2 separate regions of the Sus scrofa genome follow, and region 2 is linked to region 1. Evidence: chromatin contacts called from public HiChIP or PLAC-seq data. All regions are on one chromosome and are shown on one strand. The core of a region is the stretch at or near the end of the contact, and the rest is flanking DNA. Distances in the headings are between cores, read along the strand shown. Region 1 holds the start of GOPC (Golgi-associated PDZ and coiled-coil motif-containing protein). Region 2 holds the start of ZUFSP (zinc finger with UFM1 specific peptidase domain).

Region 1 (7,138 bases), core at 1,373-3,872:
GGTATTTATCTCTAAAACCATTGACTTTTAGTGCACATGTGCTATATTAAGCCATAACTGACCTCAAAAATTATGTCCTAATGTATCCTTAAAACAACAGAATTGAATTCACTTACTAAGAAATAAACCGGCCAAGAATGTGTGGACATTTTTCTAAAATTTCAAGGTCTAAATAGATTGTTAACACTACATGAGACAACCTCCGAAATTCTGCAGATGATACAAAGGCAGGTCTGCTTTGAAAGGCACTACTAACCATGAACCTCCCTCCTCAATAAAACACATAACTGATTCCATGAAAACTGTAGAAATTGTTAAATGTAGGAATAACCCCACAGACAGAGAAGTCAACTATAACTGAAAAAACACATAATCACCATTTTCTGAGATCTTTAAGTCAAAGATTTCAAACATTCTCACCCTGTGATAGGCTAGCATTTCTTATTTTGAGAAATAATGGCCACCTTCTAAGCCAGGAGGTGGAACAGAATCAGAATATGTAACTACGATTTCTAAAAATAAACTTGCATAATTTTATTATAGCTCTGAATACTCATTTAAAAAATGTAAAGATGAAAAAATACAGCACCAGCTCCTGCTCAAAGACCAACCCTTTCTCCAAAATTGGGTTTTATATCTGACAACAAAAAATCACTTTAAAGTTTCCTTAATTCTTTCGAAAAATTAGTTAGATATTGTCTCATTTTTTAAAAGTTGTTTATCTTCAGTAGATACTTTCAGTTGTAAATTAAGAGTAGCCAAAGCCACTCTTGCTGTTATTCAAACTATTTCTAAAGACCATCCAATGCAATTTCACTACTATCTTCTAGAAACTATCACTAATCAAGAAATTAAGAGATATTTACATATACCTAGAATAAGAAGTGATTAGCTTCGCATCAACACTTCCATTCCAACCTCTTCAGAAAGGATGAAAGAAATTAACCGTCCTTGCAGTGGAGAAGAAATCTCCCATATGCAATTCTGTGCTAATCAAAGATAAATTACACCACCTCTTTCACAGCTGATAGGAAAGCAAAAGAACGCTAACCACTAAGCAAGGAGAGGATGTATTTCTGATATTCATATAGATTTGGATCCAATGGGCACTCTCAATTATCACAACTGATAGTAATGATGATTTCTTATGAAATCTAGTGTTCAAAGAGCTTTGTACATCACTGATTATACCATTTTTATCTACTTTAAAATGAAAGCTGCATTCTTGTATTTAAATTATCTAGTTAGACAATGCTCTTTATGTAACAGTGTTAATACATCCTGATTTCTAATTATTGTAATGTACTAATTTACTTTTCTGCAAAACACGGTAGTTTTGTTTTGCACCACCACTACTCTACCCACACCCAAGACTAGAAAGAGACTAAATCAAATGGTCATTCTTCACACACTCAAAAATAAATCTAGACTTAGGGAAATATGGTAAAGTATATAAAACCTCAATGTTAGAAGTCATGCGAATAACTAGGGCTCTCTGGTTGAATCTGCTTGTAATTTAAAGACCAACTAACTGTAAAGTGAGAAGGACACTGATACCATCTTGTTTATCCTACTAAATTTCCTAAGCTTTTATCAAATTCCCCTAAACAGTTCATGCAGACAAGGAATAGTCTGTGTGAAACAACAGAAATTGATCTGAAATAGCTAAAAATAAGGGCTGTGTCCGCTAGCGATATACAATCCTAGTTTATCAATGTGAAAGTAGATCCAAAAACTCAAATGTTAAAAGGTGTACGAAAGTGTTCTTACAATAGAGAATCTTTGAGCCCAAGTCTTAGGTTTGTTAATGTAATATGCACAAGTAGACTGATACACTTAGTTCCTGTTTCCTCCTCAAAGAGATACTAGGAAGGTGGATGACAGGCTCCCAGGAAGACCTACACGTCAAACTACACAACTTTTTCTACTCTAATCTCACTTCACTCTGCTTCCTGCACACAACGCACTCCCCCGTCACATATGAAAGCCCAGGTGCCCTGGTTAGCAGTTTTCTAGGGTCGTTTCACTGGTGCGTTAAACGGGACCTGATGACTGGAGCTGAATGCCACCCCTCCAGAGCCCATTGCTCACCTCTAGCTTGTGGTTGATTTGGGACACAGTCTGGGCTTTGTGGCAAAGCTGCGCGAAGCAGGAGCTCAGGCTGGTCATTTTCTGCCTCCCCTCATAAGTGATGTCCGCCTGATCCGGGTCAATCTCGCCCAGAAGCAGATCCACATCCACGAAGGCTTTGTCGAACTCCTTCTCCAGCACCTCCAGCCACCGGAACATGGATACCCCGCCAGGGGGGACCCCCACAGCACAAGAGGCACCCCCTGGGCCCCCACCGGCTCCTGCCGGGCATGGGCCGCCAGCCGACATGGCGCCGTCTAGGGCCTCCCGCGACTGCTGCTGACCCCGCTGTCCACCCGCGAGAGGAACTGCTGGGACTGCAGGAAGCCCCGCGCACACACGCTCCGTCGGTCCCCTCCCTTACCCTCACGCGGCTAACGCCGGCAACGCAGCCCGGAGTGGCAGGAGTAGCAAAGCTGAGGCGGCGGCGGCAACCGCACACGGAAGACTCCAGCAGTCCCACCTCCCGGCCCGCCCCCACTGCGCATGCGTAGAAAAGACCAAGGTGGACGCAGCCGGGAGAGACGAAGTGGGCGGGGCTAGGATGCGACGTAGGCCTATGAAAAGCCTCTGCTTGGGACCGGCCTGTCAGCCGCCATATTGACAACTGGCAAACTCTAGCTTGAATACCCGAAAAACAGAGGCTCGTGATGTTGGCTTCCAAGTTGGAAAGGCCTGAGGAAGAGAAGTGTCCACGTAGCAAAGCGGAAGAGATTCTGCCCGTTTGACTTCACAGTGGGCGGGACCCATTCTAAAATCGTCTGGGAAGTTGCTGCTTTGACGTACCGGGGGAGGGAAGGAAGAGTAAGGAAGGGCCATTTGAGCATGCGCAGTGGCCACGTTTTCCCTTTTCCAGTTCGGTTCCTGATTAGGATGAGGTGGGTAGGGTCGATGGACACACTGGCTCTTCTAGATAAACCAGGCCTTAAATTCCCGGTGGAAACTGCCTAGAACTGCATATTGAAGGACAACGGTTCACCAGGTTTTGCTGAATTAATACAAGACCTTTTGTCTTGTCCTTAAAAGGCAGGCGGCCTTGGATTCAAGTTTTAAACCCTATCACATACTAGCTGTGCCATCATAGTTGTATTCTTTAACCTCGAAGCCTCAGTTTCCAGCATTTACTTCACTCAGGAACAGGATAAAATGTTTTGCTTCAGTACTTGGCACTTGGTGTTCCTTATTACTATACAGGTCATGCTTTTTCAAGCAACTACCTAAAAAGGTGTACTTGTTTTTAAAAGTAGTACAGTGTTCCTACACATAAGACAAAATTATAAAGATTCATGCATTCATAAATATATTGAATGCAGAGTCCTATTGAGGCATTGGGGACACAAAAATGAATGGAGACATGACTCTCACTTAAGCGGAGCTCATAGGCTACTGGGTCTAACTCTCCTAGCTACAACTTTAATTTGAATTTTGAAAGTATTGAGCAACTGCTCTTTACCATTTCACCTACTGTCTCTCTACTTCAAGAGTAACCCCCAGTCTTGATAAGGAAAGGAGAAACCAGTCTGCGAGTAGGCTGGTAAGAACTCTCTTTCCTAGGAGTCATGGCCTAAGGGAATATTTTACCAGCACACTCCAAACTCTTCCAGTTTTCTCCACAGGGCAGGCCCTTCGCTAAGGCAATGTGGTGAGGAATAAGAAATCATAGTTTTAGGGTTTTTTTCTGGGTCACGGCAAACTCTACTATATCACCCGATAAAGTCCTTTGGCTTCAGCAAACAGCTAAGTAAAACTAATCAGAGATCCTTGCCTAGAGCTTAAATAGACCCTTTCACAGGGGCCTATTTAACATAAAACTAAGATTTACATCTTTCCCCGCTCCCTTCCAAATTAACTTTATTTTTATCAGCAATATTTGCAAGAACATCACTACTGCAGCTACCACGTCTCCAGCCACTTTCTCTATTCATAATATAGTTAGCAGTCCCATTTTCAGGAATTTAAAGTACAAACATAAAGTTGGGGTTGAGGGGCCCAGGTACCAAATCACAACAATAGCTTTCAGTTGTTGAATACACACTATGTGTTCGGCATTGTGCTGTTTGCTTTATTGCTTTGACTCTTACAAAATCCTGTGAGCTAGCTGTTGTTAGCTTTTTATAGATGCATCATAGAGAACTTAAGTATCTTGTTAGCTTGCTATACAGCTAAAAATCCACTGAGATGAGATTTCAATCTAGGTGTCTTTTCCTCCAAAATCCTAGCTGTTAATCATGGAGTATAGAAGGATGAGGAAATCCATTGCTTCATGTATAAGTTACCTGTGAAATGAATTGACAAATCAGTCCCCAAGTTTTTTTCGAAAAAAATTTCTTCCCAGTGATAAGCCATATACAACTGTTAATATATGAGAAATATTATCCCAAAGAGTAATTGTAATATTCATTTCTATATCTTACCACTTTCTCTTTTTTTTTGTTTGGTTTTTTCTAGGGCTGAACCTGCAGCACATGGAGGTTCCCAGGCTAGGGGTCTAATCCGAGCTGTAGCCATTGGTCTACACCACAGCCACAGCAATGCTTCTTCAACCTACACCACAGCTCACAGCAATACTGGATCCTTAACCCACTGAGCAAGGCCAGGGATCGAACCTGCAACCTTATGGTTCCTAGTTGGATTTGTTAACCACTGAGCCATGACGGGAACTCCTACTTACCACTTTCTTTAGCTTATATGAACTACTATTGAAAATAAATTTCATTTCTTTAAAAAAACATTTGGAGTGCCTGCCATGGCTCAGTGGAAACGAATCTGACTAGCATCCATGAGGCCGTAGGTTCGATCCCTGGCCTCATTCAGGGGGTTAAGGATCCAGCATTGCTCTGACTGTGGTGTAGGCCAGCAGCTACACCTCCGATTTGACCCTAGCCTAGGAACCTCCATATGCTATGGGCGAGGCCCTAAAATGACAAAAAAATTTTTAAAAAAATTCAACTTCATGTAACTGAAATGCATTTTAAGTGTTTATTTGTACCCAGGGCTCTGATCCTTGGTGAATACCCCCATTTTCAGGATTGAAGAACCAACTCCATTTCTGTGTACAATTTTTACAATTCCAAGTCATACCCTCTGTGTTTCAGAAGATTTTCATCTCCTTATTACCATTCTATGTAGCAGCTTCCACATCCTAATGTGCTTGCTGCTTGGTGCTATGTGACTATTTCAGATGCTCATGAGACACCTTCTAGGTAGACATCATCTTTTGTCCAACTTGATTGGGGCTTTACATCTGTGCAAGTGCCAGCCTAACATGGACATGAAAAGCAGGGTTTGATGTTCTAGTGCTGCCATCTGTTGTCAGTGTGCTCTATCTACATGTATTGCTTGTCTCGATCTACTTTAGCATTGGGAGTACTATGCAAACTCAATGTTTGTGGGACTTATTTTCAAAGAGATTAAACAAATTGATACTTCTATTTGAAATTGCATTGGCAAAACCGCCTAATAATTGTTTCAAGAATCATTTATGTGATTAAAAATTTCTTCTTTAATAAAATATTTATTTGGTTCCCATTGTGGCACAGTGGAAACAAACCCAACTATTATCCATGAGGATTTGGGTTCAATCCCTAGCCCCACTCAGTGGGTTAAGGATCTGGTATTGCCATGATCTGCGCTGTAGGTCACAGATGTAGCTCAGATCTGGCATTGCTGTGGCTGTGGCATAGGCCAGCAGTTGTAGCTCCAATTTGATTCCTAGCCTGGTAACTTGCATATGCCACAGGTGTGGCCCTAAAAATTCTGTGTGTGTGTGTGTATTTATTTTTGACCATGACTACAGCATGCAGAAGTTCCCAGGCCAGGGATCAAACTCACGCCACAGCAGCTACCTGGCTGCTACAGTGATATTGCCAAATCCTTAACCTGCTATGCCCCTAGGGAACTTCAAAAATTTCTTATATAACTTAAGTGTGACAATCTTGTTTTAGAAACTTATCCTTACAGTGCTTTACCATAAGGTGTTACTAAGAATTCAATGAGGATTGAGGAAACTGGAAAAAAAGGACAATGCTAAGGATTTCTTTGGTAGGTAGTGGTAATTAGTGGTGACGTTAGGGTAGAGTTCAGACATTTATTAGTGCATCATTAATTGTAAAGGCACTGTAGTGAATGGACTTGGAAGATAACCCTTGGACTGGAAAGGGAAACTACCAGGCCCTGTATTAAGCCCCACATGTTTCATTAACTCTCCAGTGATCCTGCCAGGAAAAGGAAAAAGTATTAAGTGAATACCATTGGTCACTAGAAACAGTTGTATGATGAATAAAGCCAGCTAGGGACAATCCACTACATTTTACTTGAGCAATGTGGGAAAAGTCTTAGAGTATCATACTCATATATATTATTTGTGTTATATTTACTCATATTTACTAACAATTTGAAGTTCTGTGATACACATGCTGAAGAAGTTTGGGCATTCTACAGTGATTTATTAGTCTCATTCTCCTGGTCATTTCTCTTATATACGCATATGGAACAACCATTTGTCCTCTTGTTCGTTTTTTCTTTCTTTCTTTTTATAGCCGCAGCTGCAGAATATGGAAGTTTGCAGGCTAGGGGTCAAATCAGAGCTGTAGCTGCCAGCCTACACTACAGTCACAGCAATGCCAGATCTGAGCTGCATCTGCAGCCTATACTGAAGCTTGTGGCAATGCCAAATCCATAACCCACTGAGGGAGGCCAGGGATCGAACACGCATCCTCACAGTTCCTGTGTTGTGTTCTTAATCACTGATTCACAATGGGAACTCCAATCTTCTTGTTCTAAAAACTTGAGAGTTTTGGTGCAGTGATGTAGGATTAGCTCAGAAACCTCTTCCAAGAAGACTTCCTTTTTTTCTAACATGGAGCTGTGGACTCCATCCCTGTTTAATTTACTACAAATACCTGCTATAATATTCTAAATGTATATAGCATACACATTTTTTGGAGCCCCTTGGACTGTGAATATCTTGGCAATAATAGTGGTATCTTGCTTATCTTTGAAGGTCAGG
Region 2 (7,138 bases), core at 2,611-5,110, 700 kb before region 1:
TGTGATCCAGAATTATGAATTCCTTGGTTTTTATCCAAATGAATTAAAAACTTCTATTCCACACAAAAACTGCTACATGGATATTTAGGGCAGCTTTATTCATAATTGCCAAAACTTGGAAGCAACCAAGATGTTCTTCAGTAGGAAGGAGATAATCTGTGGTATATACAAAAGAATATTATTCAGTGCTTTAAAAAAATGAGCTATCGAGCCATAAAATGACATGGAAGAATCTTAAATGTTTATTACCAAGTGAAAGTAACCAATCTGAAAAAGCTATATACTGTATGAGTCAATTATGTGACATTCTGGAAAAGGCAAAAATATGGAGATAATAAAAATATCAGTGGTTGCCAGTGAACAGAAAGACAGAAGGAGGACTAAGTGGAACATAGAATTTTTAGGGCAGTGAAGCTATTCTGTATGCTACAAAATGGTGCGTTCATGTCACTACGTATTTGTTAAAACCTGTAGAATACACACACGAGAGACTGAAACCTGAAGTAAATTTAGGACTTTGAGTGATATCTATGTGTCAGTGTGGATTCATTGATTTTAACAAGTATATCACTTAGTATGAGCTATTGAATAGTGGAGGAGGTTTTGAGAATATGGGGACAACAGGGGGTACATGGGTATCCTCTGTACGTTCTACTCAATTTTGCTGTGAACTTGAGACTGCTCTAAAAAATGTAATTTATTAAATTTAAATAAAAAGTAATCTATGCACTCTCCTTAACCTTTTGTAAAAATTAACTCAAATGAATCAGATGTAAGTGTAAAATTCAAAACTATTAATGACCTTGGGTTTGGCAAAGAGTTTTGATACAACACCAAAAGCACAACCCATTACAGAAAATCAAATAAGGTGAACTTCATTAAAAGCAAAACTTGTTCTGTGACACTGTTAAGAGAATGAAAAGACAAGCCCCAGACCAAGAGGAAATATTTGCAAAACACATCTGCTAAAGGATTTGCATTCAAAATATATAAATTACTCTTAAAACTTAACAGTTAAGAGAGACATGATTCTAAATGTGTATGCACCAACAAAAGAGACTCAAAATACATGAAACAAATCCTGATATAGCTGAAAGGAAAAACAGACAATTATACAATTACAATTGGGAACTTCAACCCCTTTCAAAAACTGGTAGGACTCCCGAACATGAAAGCAACAAGGACATGAAAGATCTGAACATAATCAACAACATACTCTAATCGACGAATATAGAACACTCAACCCAACAATAGCAGAATACACATTTTCCCCCCAAGTGTATGGAACATATACTAAGATAGACAATATACCATATCTTAGGCCATAAAACAAGTTTCAACAAACTCAAAAGAATTTTCATCAGAGTGTGTTCTCTGGCCATAACAGACTCAAACTAGAACTCAATAACAGAAAATCAGGGTCCCAGACAGTTCACTGGGCTGGTATTAAAAAAAATAAAAAAAATAAAAAAAGAATACCTCTGGAAACTGGACTATGAGACTATTTCTCCTCAGAAAGATTCTAAAACTACTTTCAATATAGCTGAAACATTTTTAATTTGCATCAAAATTTCCATTACTATAGTTCCATATTCCAATAAAGGCAAATGAACAATGCTATGAACTGAAAATTAAAAATACATTTGCAGTCATCTGATGTATAAACCAACTTTTGGGACACCACCTATTAAGTTGAGACTACTGCTGCTTATTACATAAAACAAACACTTTACCTTCTAATGGAGTATCTAAAAGGTTGGTATGCTTTGTTTTCACATGAGTTTCCATATCTTGACTACAATCTTCTATTTTTCCACAGAATGGGCATTCAGGAGGACTATACATTGTTTCATAAATTGATCCTTTTATTTTGGTTAGGTCAGACTGTTTTTCCTTACTTTTCAGAAATTTTCTGGATTCAGTTACATTCTCTGAATGAAAGCCTTTATGTTTTAAAGATCCTTCCTTAGGCAGACTTTGAGCTAAAATTTTCGGATGATTAGACGCACAAGCTGAATGAATACTTGAATTAACTTCCATTCTACACTGCAGGGTGCTGTCCGTCCTGTTGTCAGAAGTTCCGTACTGTACTGAATTAATCCTCTCAATGTTTCTTTCTAGCTCATTTTGCTCAAAATGAGCAGTTTCAATATGAAAACACATTTCATCATAACTCACACCTGACAATTTGCAAAATGGACATATAACATCATCTTCCATATGAACAATTAGGTGAGCCTTCATGTCTGGTTCTGAGGTTACTGTTTCACCACAAATATCACAAGAGAGCATGGTAAAGCAGGAAACTGAAAAAGAATACAGTATTATTTTGTTAGAAATTAAGAGACGAAGAAAAAGAAAATACATTCTATAAAGTGATTTGGAGTAACTATATTGGTTACTGAAAACTGGGTTATTTAGATGAAATTACTGTTCCTTGAACACACGAATTTATATCTAAATTTCATCTAAAATTTCAAGTAAAACTTGTGTTTCAAGCTTATGGTTTTAATAAAACAAAGGCAATAATGATGCAAATTAGATAATTTTTCAAAACTTCAAAAGGTGTGTCTGGCCTGAGGTAAAGAAAAAATAACGTTTATAAAACTGCCTGGGTAAGACAAACCAAATAAGAAAACAAAGAAAGAGAAGGAACTTTATCAAATGATATATCTAAATACAAAACTTTAAAGCTATAAACAAGGAATTGAGTAAATAAATCTTAATAACAGCAGTTAAAAGGTAAAGAGCTTTACACATATCAAACTAATTTAAGTACCATTATTACCATTCTACAAGGAGAAAACCCTGGCTCAGGTACCTCACTGCCTCCAGAAAATGGTTAGCCAAAATGCTAACCCAGTCAGGCCCGCTGTATTCTCAACTCAAAGAATAAAATCAGTGTGAGCAGAGTAGATTCCAGAGCCAAGAGAACTGGATTATTATCTCACCTTTCGTAATTTTAGGTAAGATATCTCATCTCTTTGAGGTTCTGCCTATGAGTTATACTAAATCAGCAGTCATTTTGAGGTACTGGCTACCGACAAAAAAGGTGATTTCGCTAAGAAATAATTCTTAGGCAGCAGTTCCCGCTACAACCTTTCCACTACATTATCTTTCAGCTAAAAATTATTTTAAAACAAACGGGAAATAAAAACAAGTAAACTATCCCAATCATTTAAATAAATTTAACTGTGTAAGAACTCCCTACATTGTCCTTATTTTTCTAATTTCACTTCATACAAGTGAAAACAGTCTCGACTTTAGAAGGAAATTCTCTCAAACCCTCAGTGGAAAGAACGTCACACCCAGAAAGGTTCTTTTTTGTGGCTGGGGCACCGCTGGACAGAGAACACGCTTCAATTGCCCAACACTTAGCTCAGAACGAGGGGACGAGAGATGTACGGAGGCCAGAGAGAGGTGCTGGGATGGGTAAGTGGTGAGGAGGTGGGAAGGGCCGGAATGCCACAAAGCCGAACCTGCTCAAAGATCCGTGTCAATCTCCCGGGCCAGGGCCTGAAACCAGCCCAGATACTAAATGGGTCAAAGGGTGGGCCTATGGAACGAGGGCTGGGATGGTCAGTTCCTGGTGGCTCGGAGAGACGGCGGCAGCCACCCTGCCCTGTGCTTAGCTTCCTTTTCGGGTTCTGATGCTGAGGCCGTCTGGGTCCGGGGCAGAAAGGTGCGTGCGCGGCGTCGATTACTTCTCCAGGCCTGAAAGACTGAGGCAGCCCTCTACACCCAGAGACTCACGGATAGCCGAAAAGAGAAGCAGCGATTCCGAACAACTTCAACTCCCAGAAAAATATTCAAAAAAGCTCTTCCTCTCCTTCCCCGAGTGAATGTACTCCCAGGATGCACCGCTCCACGCTAATCTGGGGTTGTAGTGCATTCTGGGAGTCGTAGTCATTCTTGCATCTTCCTGGCAAGGTTGAGATCTTTGTGAATGAATTCCCAGGGCTGGTCCTAGGGCATTACACGAATCCACAATACCCACTATCTAGGGCCTGACTCTGTAACGTTTTATTACATTATCAATAAAGAGTTTGTAATGCTATGTGCCAAATTCCAAACTATGGAGGATGCCTAAGGTATGTTCTTGCTGCAAGACTACAAGCTAACACTATCTTGATCCCTGAATTTAAAAATAAGAAACAGCTCTTGAGATTTAAAAAATACAATAGCAGAATTAAAAAAAAAAATCAGTGGAAATCTGTAAAATAATCCAAAAAAATTTCTCAGAAAATAGAACAAAAGGGAGGTGGGGTGGGAGAGAAAAAGAGCAAGAGATGGTCAACAGGAGCTTCTTCAGAGAAAGAATCATGTGTTATATATCTAATACATGATGTGCCTAGCATTACACGTGGAAAACAATTTGTTTTCAATACTGTTTGTTCGACCCCAGGGTGTATTACAAGGCTTTACGTGTTAAAATAATTTAGAGTACATTATCTGGAGTTACTCATTACATATGTCACAGACTATGTTTTTGTCAAAAAATCCACAGATGTTATAGAATCCAAAAATTTAAACACATGGCTAACTGAAAAGCTTGAAACAAATGAGCAGAGCGCAGTGGTAGAACAAATGAAGCTGAGGAGGCTCTACAAATCTCCATGAGTTTAGGACTTCTATCCGTTGTGTACACCGTTTTACCTTTAATACTAAAACAATGCCTGGCATAGATTAGGCCCTCCATCAATACTGCATTGTAAAATGAACGAATGAATTATTCAATCAACGAACGAATGAATGAATGAAAGAGTGAGAGCGGGCACAGAGGACTGGGACAGTGGGACACTGCTGCCACAGCAACTCCGCGGGGTTAAAATTGCTGAGCACGCGCAGGCGCCGGCTCCTCCTTGGGTGGGTGGGGCTGGGGCGCGCTTCTCTCCGCCCCTCTGCTGGGCTGTGCAGCAGCCACCGCCGCGGCCGCCGCCGCCGCGTGCAAGGGTTTCTGGGAGACGACCCTTGGGGTCTCGGGTAAGGGGCGCAGGTGGCCGCCATCTTGAGTTGGGAGCCTGGTCTCTATACTCATCGCTAGGGGCGGAGTGGTGGACCCACTGATATCGCAGCAGACGCCGAAGCCGAGGACAGGGAAGTTGCGGCGCTGGATAGTGCCACATTAATGAGTAAGTGGGAGTGACACAGACCAGATTGGGTGAGTTTAGGCTTTGGGAGCTATTGGGTCTTGAAGCCACAGCCTTACTTATAGGGTTCAGGACCAGCCCACGCTGGGGTTTTCTCAATTTCCTGTGGCAGACAGTGGTGGCGGGGGCGTGGCAGCCTCTCTTGAGGACGGGGAGGCGCAGGGAGCACATATACTCTCCCAGAGTCAGGCTGGTCTTCAAAAAGAACTTTAGGCAGGAGATAACATCCTGCTTCACTGTTTCTGGTAGTTCCTCCTCTTCAGTACATGGTCTTGTTAAGTGTTACCTCTCGCTCCTGGGACTCGGCCATCTCTCCTGCAGCTTATTAGAAGTTTTATGGTGTCCGGAATAAAGCAGATTGGGTTCCATAGGCCTGCATATCGCACCTTCTGCCTGCATAAGTTGCCTTCCACTTGGACGCAGGTGCCTCGAAAGGCTCAGTTTTGACGCCGGCAAGCGTGGGTTAGGTGCTTCTGTAATATCTGCCAGCTCACTGCCAAAGTGAAAATTTAATAGTGTCCCTTTGATAATGCATAAGAGATGAAATGAATTGAAAGCTGTGAAATGGGATAGTGATACTTCAAAAGAATATGACGTTGGCATTTACTCTTGGGCTTTTTGAACACATTTTTTTGTTTTTGTTCTTAACTATTTTAAAATTATGGTTGATTTAACAATGATTTAACAATTTCTGCTGTACATCAAAGTGACCCAGGCATACATGCATACACACACACATTCTTATATTATCTTCCATCATGTTCTATCACAAGGTTAGATATAGTTCCCTGTGCTGTACAATAGGACCTCATTGCTTATCTATTGTAAATGTAATAGTTTGCATCTGCTAACCCCAAACACCCAGTGCATCCTATCCCCTCCCCATTTCTGCCTTGGCAACAAGTCTGTTGAACACTTTTTTAATAAAGTATCTTCTGATTTGGTGTCTCTTAATTACAACACTAAGTGGTTTATGTTTTGTAGGGAAGTGACTTTCTCTTTTGGTAAACAAGAAATGACCCTGTTCTTTAGATCTTCAAGTACTGTTTGTTTGGGGCTCTGTTTGGTGCACTGCCCCCTTTGTACTGATTTTGTAGTTTTACTAATAGACACTAAAGCCCATATAAATGGAGGCTGTATGAAGACAAGAAATTATGTAAATGTGTAATCAGATTCCAGTTATTTGCCCAACCTCAACATAGTTTTTCAAAGAGCTGAATAAATAAATAAGCTTATGACTAGAAAAAAATTCCTCTATTTAACAACTTTAAAATGTCTGAATGGCATTTCTTATATTTAAAATAATTTGTATGAGACAGTAGCCTTTGAAATATGGTTAGTTTAAGCTATTTTCCACTGAAACATCCTCTTGGGTAAGGCACCCTTAAAGTTCATTTTCCTTGGATTTTACGTTCCCTTTATTTATTTTTGGCCGCACCCATGGCATCTGGACCTTCCCAAGCCAGGCATCAAACCCCAGCCACAGCAGTGACAACACAGGATCCTTAACCCTCTGCCAAAGGAGAGCTCTTGTATTCCTGTTAAAGTAACTGCAGTGAGGAGACAGATGTTAAATCAGAAACAAGAAGTTCTATAAAAAAAAAGGAACAAATGATATATAAGTTTTGGGGGGGCTGGATTTTATTTGGTTAACATTTACATTGAAAGATTTTAATGTCATTGCCTAGATAGTCTTAGGGTTAGTGTCTGCTGTGTATGTTGGGAGACACAAGGTAATTCAGTCAGATGTGGGGAGAAAATGTTAGAACTTCCATTTGTTTACCTTAATTTTTTTTTTTTCTTGGCCACGCTGACAGCATGTGCAAGTTCTGGGGCCAGGGATTGAACCCACACCACTCATGAGGGGTTGCTCAGCAGCAACCCGAGCCAGTGCAGTGACAACACTGGATCCTTAACCCACTGTGCCATAAAGGAACTCCCTAAAACTGTTCTTTAAAAAAAAAATTCTGTGTGAATTTATAATGGGG

The links. HiChIP or PLAC-seq counts read pairs in DNA pulled down with a chosen protein or histone mark.
Region 2: an H3K27ac HiChIP or PLAC-seq map of skeletal muscle shows a contact between it and region 1, with 5 times the contacts expected there. The contact joins the promoter of ZUFSP here to the promoter of GOPC in region 1. A contact is called at or near these places in 1 of 47 Hi-C or Micro-C datasets (heart right ventricle) and 1 of 2 datasets of contacts at active chromatin or transcription factors (skeletal muscle).

The regions. Positions count from the first base shown.
Region 1 is chr1:44,234,848-44,241,985 of Sscrofa11.1, reverse strand. It overlaps GOPC (Golgi-associated PDZ and coiled-coil motif-containing protein), which reads right to left and starts at 2,622. Exons shown (of 9, transcript XM_003121242.5): 1 at 2,092-2,622. The coding sequence starts at 2,379.
Region 2 is chr1:44,936,664-44,943,801 of Sscrofa11.1, reverse strand. ZUFSP (zinc finger with UFM1 specific peptidase domain) reads right to left here and starts at 3,860. Exons shown (of 10, transcript NM_001243033.1): 1 at 3,480-3,860; 2 at 1,734-2,306. The coding sequence starts at 2,292. It overlaps KPNA5 (importin subunit alpha-6), which reads left to right and starts at 2,583. Exons shown (of 14, transcript XM_001925212.7): 1 at 2,583-3,432. The coding sequence starts at 3,429.